Linked DNA regions of Callithrix jacchus: region 1 is linked to region 2. The links are chromatin contacts, called in public Hi-C maps. All regions are on one chromosome and are shown on one strand. The core of a region is the stretch at or near the end of the contact, and the rest is flanking DNA. Distances in the headings are between cores, read along the strand shown. Region 1 overlaps SCARB2 (scavenger receptor class B member 2). Region 2 overlaps CCDC158 (coiled-coil domain containing 158).

The links. A called contact is a pair of places that touch in the nucleus more often than the background predicts.
Region 1: a contact with region 2 is called in a Hi-C map of skeletal muscle, with 7 times the contacts expected there. The contact joins two enhancer-like sites. A contact is called at or near these places in 2 of 3 Hi-C or Micro-C datasets (both in skeletal muscle).

Annotation. Positions count from the first base shown.
Region 1 is chr3:121,929,244-121,932,521 of calJac240_pri, forward strand. SCARB2 (scavenger receptor class B member 2) reads left to right here. Exons shown (of 12, transcript XM_002745692.6): 3 at 399-546; 4 at 1,957-2,145. Among named protein-coding and RNA genes, the nearest start is that of NUP54, 34 kb to the right of the region's middle. Within about 2 kb of position 2,023, at least 2 of the 16 cell types and tissues checked have an H3K27ac peak or open chromatin away from gene starts, as enhancers often do. A contact at or near this core is called in skeletal muscle, where this site is marked.
Region 2 is chr3:121,684,407-121,687,398 of calJac240_pri, forward strand. All of the region lies in intron 7 of CCDC158 (coiled-coil domain containing 158), which reads left to right. Among named protein-coding and RNA genes, the nearest start is that of SHROOM3, 48 kb to the left of the region's middle. Within about 2 kb of position 1,300, at least 2 of the 16 cell types and tissues checked have an H3K27ac peak or open chromatin away from gene starts, as enhancers often do. A contact at or near this core is called in skeletal muscle, where this site is marked.

The DNA of each region.
Region 1 (3,278 bases), core at 773-3,272, 250 kb after region 2:
AATTTCAATGTAATTCAATTTAGAAACAAAAAGATTGATAAATAAATTGAAATTCAAACCAAATCTATGAACTGAACATTTTGAAAATACTTCAGGACCAAACCATAACCCAGGAGAGAGTTCATTGGCCTTGATTCCCTGGTCAAGGTGACCCTCAACTGTTGCACCTCCCTAATCATGGAGGAAAAGAATGAAAACCAAGTTTTTTTGAGAAGACTATCCCTCCTCACATTATAGCTTCAATCTCCAGCTTTTTAAGGCTCAGTAGCTGCAGTCTCTATATAATGTTATATTGAGAATGTTACATTGAAAATACAACATTGATGCTGCAAAAAAGGAAAAGTCTTGCTTATTAAAGTGGCGCCTGTTTTTAAATAAAACCCTTTGCTTTCTTTTAGGGAACTCAGAAACAAAGCAAATATTCAGTTTGGAGATAATGGAACAACAATATCTGCTGTTAGCAACAAGGCCTATGTTTTTGAACGAGACCAATCTGTTGGAGACCCTAAAGTTGACTTAATTAGAACGTTAAATATTCCTGTATTGGTAAGTCGGCATTTTAATATCATTAGTTTGGATCTTGGAAGAAAGGAAAAAGCTAAGTTAATGCTCTTTATGATTTTACATTTAGGAGCCCTTAAGTTATGTTGAAATATACACATATAAAAAGAAAAATAAATTCTTTTCTTCTTTAAACATGTGGCTAAAGATGCCGACATGTTTACAAGAGCTTTTCTCCTTTTGTGGTGTCTGATGGTCTCTGTAAATACTACACTTACAAAATGTAGTACCAAGGCTTTGTCTTGGATATGCAGCCAGAAAGGAGCTCAGTGGCTGTGTTTTCAGCTATTTAATCTTAGCCTTTATTCTAAGATCTATCAAATAAGATCTTTCAAATGATGCCAGAATTCAGATTTTAGGATTTGTTTTCACAGTTTCTTCCTGTGTGTTCAGGATTAGCAGATGTGCAAATAAACATGTTGAAAGCCTGTCAGCAGAAGCTGTGACACGGTGACCACTGTGCATGGCCCAGTAAACATTCTAATTCACCTACCCCCTAGGATTTTTTGGTAGCTAATAATTTTAAAAATATTTATTTGAATATTTTCAGAAACTTGAGCAATGAAACTTGTATACCATTTCTTACTTCATATTTTTATGTTGGATTTGATATTCTAAAAATACATAAATAGACACCAGAAATCAATAGACTGGGCTGTTGATTACAGCCTACTGTGATTCCAATGGGCTCTGTTTATAATGGTAATTCCACATAATAATACATCTATTCTACATCTATTCTGTACTGATACCTATGAGACTTTTTTTTAAATTTAATTTTTTTATTATTAGTTTGAGACGGAGCCTTGCTCTGTCGCCCAGGCTGGAGTGCAGTGGCTAGATCACAGCTTACTGCAGCTTCTACCTCCTGGGCTCGAGTGATCCTCCCGTGTCATCCAGTCACTCCAGGCATGAACCACTGTGCATGGCCCAGTAAACATTCTAATTCACCTACACCAACCCCTTCCAACTCTCCCACCCTAACTCCCAGGTGACCGCTCCGTATGTAGCTGGACACTGATGATGGACCCAGGACCTAGAGAGTATTAGGTCCCTGCTGCCTAGTCCCAGGGGTGTAGGTAGGGTTTATAATGAGCCTCTGGCCCTGCTCAGGAGGAAGGTAGCACCACCTTGTGGCTAAAGATGCCGATATGTTTACAAGAGCTTTTCCCCTTTTGTGGTGTCTGACGGTCTCTGTAAATACTACACTTACAAAATGTAGTACCAAGGCTTTGTCATGGATATGCAGCCAGAAAGGAGCTCACTGGCTGAGTTTTCAGCTATTTAATCTCAACCTTTACACATACATTTCCAACCCCCTTTGCTGAGGGGTAGTATGAGAGAGTAGGTGGGGTGCTTTGGAGGGCATGTTCCTGTCTTATTTCTGCTCCACAGACCGTCATAGAGTGGTCCCAGGTCCACTTCCTCAGGGAGATCATCGAGGCCATGTTGAAAGCCTATCAGCAGAAGCTGTTTGTGACTCACACAGTTGATGAATTGCTCTGGGGCTACAAAGATGAGATCTTGTCCCTTATCCATGTTTTCAGGCCTGACATCTCTCCCTATTTTGGCCTATTCTATGAGGTAAGTCAATTTTTCTTTTCAGAACCTCTTTTTTCAGCTGACTGTGGGTTGGGGTACCCCAAGCCAGATTAACTTTAAGATTTTTTAGAAATTGCCTAGAGTTGGCCAGGCGCGGTGGCTCACGCCTTTAGTCCCAGCACTTTGGGAGGCTGAGGAGGGTGGATCACGAGGTCAAGAGATGGAGACCATCCTGGTCAACACGGTGAAACCCCGTCTCTACTAAAAATACAAAAAATTGTCTGGGCATGGTGGCGCACGCCTGTAATCCCAGCTACTTTGGATGCTGGGGCAGGAGAATTGCCTGAACCCAGGAGGCGGAGGTTGCGGTGAGCCGAGATCGCGCCATTGCACTCCAGCCTGGGTAACAAGAGCGAAACTCCGTCTCAAAAAAAAAAAAATAGAAAGAAAGAAAGAAAGAAATTGCCTAGAGTTAAGGTATCTTGTAGAGTTTGTTAAAAAAAAAAAAAAAAAAAAAAGAAGAGTGTTTTTGGAAATAAAAAAAACTTGAGGCCGGGTGCAGTGGCTCACACCTATAATCCCAGCACTTGGGGAGGCTGGGGTGGGTGGATCACTTGAGGTCAGGACTTTGAGAACAGCCTGGCCAACATGGCAAAACCTTGTCTCTACTAAAAATACAAAAGTTAGCCAGGTGTGGTGGTACACACCTGTAATCTCAGCTACTCAGGAGACTGAGGCAGAAGAGTTGCTTGAAACTGGGAGGCAGAGGTTGCAGAGATCACACCACTGCACTGCAGAGCTAGACTCCATGTAAAAAACAAACAAACAACACCAACAAAAAAAACCAAAAAACCCTTGAGTGCAATGAATAGTTGGGAAATTGGTAAAAGACAAAATAACCCCAGGAAGAGTATTAGATTAGGGGTGTACTCTGGGGTTGTGATGAGTCTCCTCAGCTTTACATTTGTAGCTGTTTTCTGGCTCTGTTTGTTCAAGAGTCTTACCCTCTGTTTTTTTATGGCAAACAGCAATAATTGTGTCCCTGGGCCTTCATGGTTATACAAAACTTAGAAATTGTCAAAACAAAACTGTAAGCAAGTTTTTAAAAATTATCTGTGTGAGAGACAGTAGTCCTAAAAGTAGGGTCTCACCAACTCTGAATGCATCACTCTGGA
Region 2 (2,992 bases), core at 50-2,549:
CATATAATTCCTTTTAAAACCAAATCAATTAATATTTGATATTCTGTTGTTTTGTTTCTTTCACTTTTCATAGCTAAAGAGAAGCTATTCAGTATCATTGTCATCTGTTTATCCAGAGCTTAGGTTTTTGTTCATTTCAACCATTTGTAAAACAGGAAGACCCTAAAAAACAAGGAGCTGCCATTAAGAGGAGTGGTGTTCTTCATTCCCTGTGAGAAGGGTGATCACCCAAGGCTGCTTGCCTGAGAGTCTCAGTTTACATCTACTAGCCCAGTGTCCTATTTTATGAATGCTACCACTCATCTCTGTAATGTCCCATTTGGAAGATAAAGTCTACATTTAGTCATCCTACCTATAAGAGACCCTTAGCCATGCAGAAACAATTGAGATATAGTTCTGTCACTTGTAGTCAGTTTATCACACCTTAGCTATTTGGAGCAGTAGGTTGGAAATAAGGAAGCTGCCAGATTTCCTTTATAAAATGAAACCAATTCTATAGGGTAACAGTACATGGGGGAAAGCTCCAAATGGGAAGAAGTACATATCGCAGCACAAATTCTTGCAGATATTTGCCCTTCTTTGGGCAACCCCTCATTTTATTTATATCTATCACTCCAGCTGGCCACAGGAGGGGGCTGTTTTCCTTGGTTCAAGCATGGAAATAAGCCCTAGTCTTTAATCACAGCAAAGATAAGGATGAAATTTAGACATGACTTGGCTAAAGTCTAAGCCATAGAGAGTAACATGAAACCGTATAATCTCAGCTATAGATGTGGGTCCTTTAAAGCAGTGTCTTCCAAATATTTTCCATTATGACTCACAGTAAGAAATATAGTTCATCTTATGATCCAATACACACATGTAACTGAAGCAAGATTCAGAAAACAATATTTACCCCTATTACATGTGATGCTGGCTGTTTTCTCTTCTCTTCAGATGCTGATTTGAAGCTTACTAAATTGATTTCATGATTCATTGGTGAGTTGCAGTTTGAATAACACTGCCTCCTTTTGTAAACCTCCTTGCACAGCCCTTAACCTAAATCCTTGTGGCAATGTTATTTCAAGCACTGCCACCTCTGAGCAACCTTAAGGGACTTTAGACTGCTTAAAGGGTGCACTCAACAAACAAAATGTTAGAGAGGAACATACGCGTTTCTCTGCCTTTCTGAAGCCTGCTTTTTATGTTCTAGCTTCTTTTCTCAGTACAAGCTTTCCCCCTGATGATTGATAGCAGAAATGTCCACCCCAGTCTGGGCAGACGAAGCCTATACAAAAGGTCATAACCACACCCTGCAGACAACAGCAGGAGGGGCTAATTTCAGTGCACCAGGGGGTGGGAGGATGCTTTTTCACTTGGGTCTAGTGGAGGTAGGCACTCCGGCAGAAGTGAGAGCTGACAAGCTGACAGTGAGAGAGGAGATAGGAGAGCTGTTATGTTACAGTCCAATATAATAATGCATATTCATGAATAATCACATCATTTTGGAAAGATTAAGTACTCATTGTCTATTGACAAACTTTTTGAAAAGCTACAGAGTACTAAATAAAGCTCAATTCACCTGTGGTTTCTTACATAATTGGTAAATACTATAGCTTTCCATTATACAGTTGTTTGGAAAAATTATCCTTTCAGAAGCCTCACCCATTATTTGCTAATTTGCATTTGGTCCAATATATAGTATCACGCTGGTTTCAACATATTGGGAAATTTTTTCACAAACACTGAAATATCCATCTAAAGCATATAAAAAATTTCTAAGTTTCTATACACATTTAAATGTTAGGCATTGTAGAAGCATAAGATCCAGATGAATGACCGAAAGCTTTTTACATGATGTTTTGGGGTCATATAGATACAAACATGATATTAGAATCATTTTCTTATTTTGTGCTAATGTAGATAGTGGCTCAGCAAGAATTTTGACAGTCTTAAATAATAAACAGCTAATGGAAATAAGGAGGGCACATCAGTTTCATTAGTTTTAATAAATCACTGAGATTTATAATACACCATAGTGACCCTCAATAGAGTTGGCACCTAGTTGATGGTTAACTAGACTGTCTTCAACAGTAACTCCCTTTGGTTTGGTCAGGGAGTACTGAGAGATGACTGCCATGTAAATATAGCTAAGTACACTCTGGCCTGGGGTAACATTTAATACATGGTGTAGCTGAGCAAGATCAAACAAGCTAACAACAAGGATTTCACCTGGGATTATAAAAAGTTGTATTTTTATAAAATGTTTTCGTTATAATAAATTGAATATAAAATCTAAAACACAAATTGTTCTTAATTTTTTATTTTCATATGCCTTGATACAGCTAAAGCCTATAACAACCTTAAAATCTATTTTTCTCTGTTGTTTCAGTGCAAATTTCAGTATATACTATTCAAATAACAACAAGGAAAAATATCAAAGGAAATAATACATAAAAGCTGTGATTAAAAGTGAGATTCATGGCCGGGGGCAGTGGCTTACACCTGTAATCTCAGCATTTTTGAAGGCTGAGACAGGAGGATCACTTGAGCCCAGGAGTTTGAAACAAGGCTGGGCAATATAGTGGGACTCTGGTCTCTACAAAAATAAAAACAAAAGTAAAAAATGAGTTGGGCATGGAAGCGCATGCACCTCTAGTCCTAGCTACTCAACATGATAAGACAGGAGGATAGCTTGAGGCTGGGAGATTGAGGCTGCAGTGAGCCATGGTCACACCACCTGCTTTACCCTAGGCAACAGAGTGCGACCCTGACTCAAAAAAACAAAAGCGAGATTTGTGTGAAAGAAAACTCATAAAAATGTGTTGCTATTACACATCAGCATGTTTTTTGAGGGGCAGTATTAGTATTTTCTCCTGAGGTCAGATTTCTTCATTTTAAAGGTGTTTTTATTTCAATAAATTGCTGACATGGCAGGTCTAAGCAAAACTTTTCTAACTACAATGCTAAATTAAGAGAAAACTTGTTTAGGAGGTTAATATTTCTCTTCAGT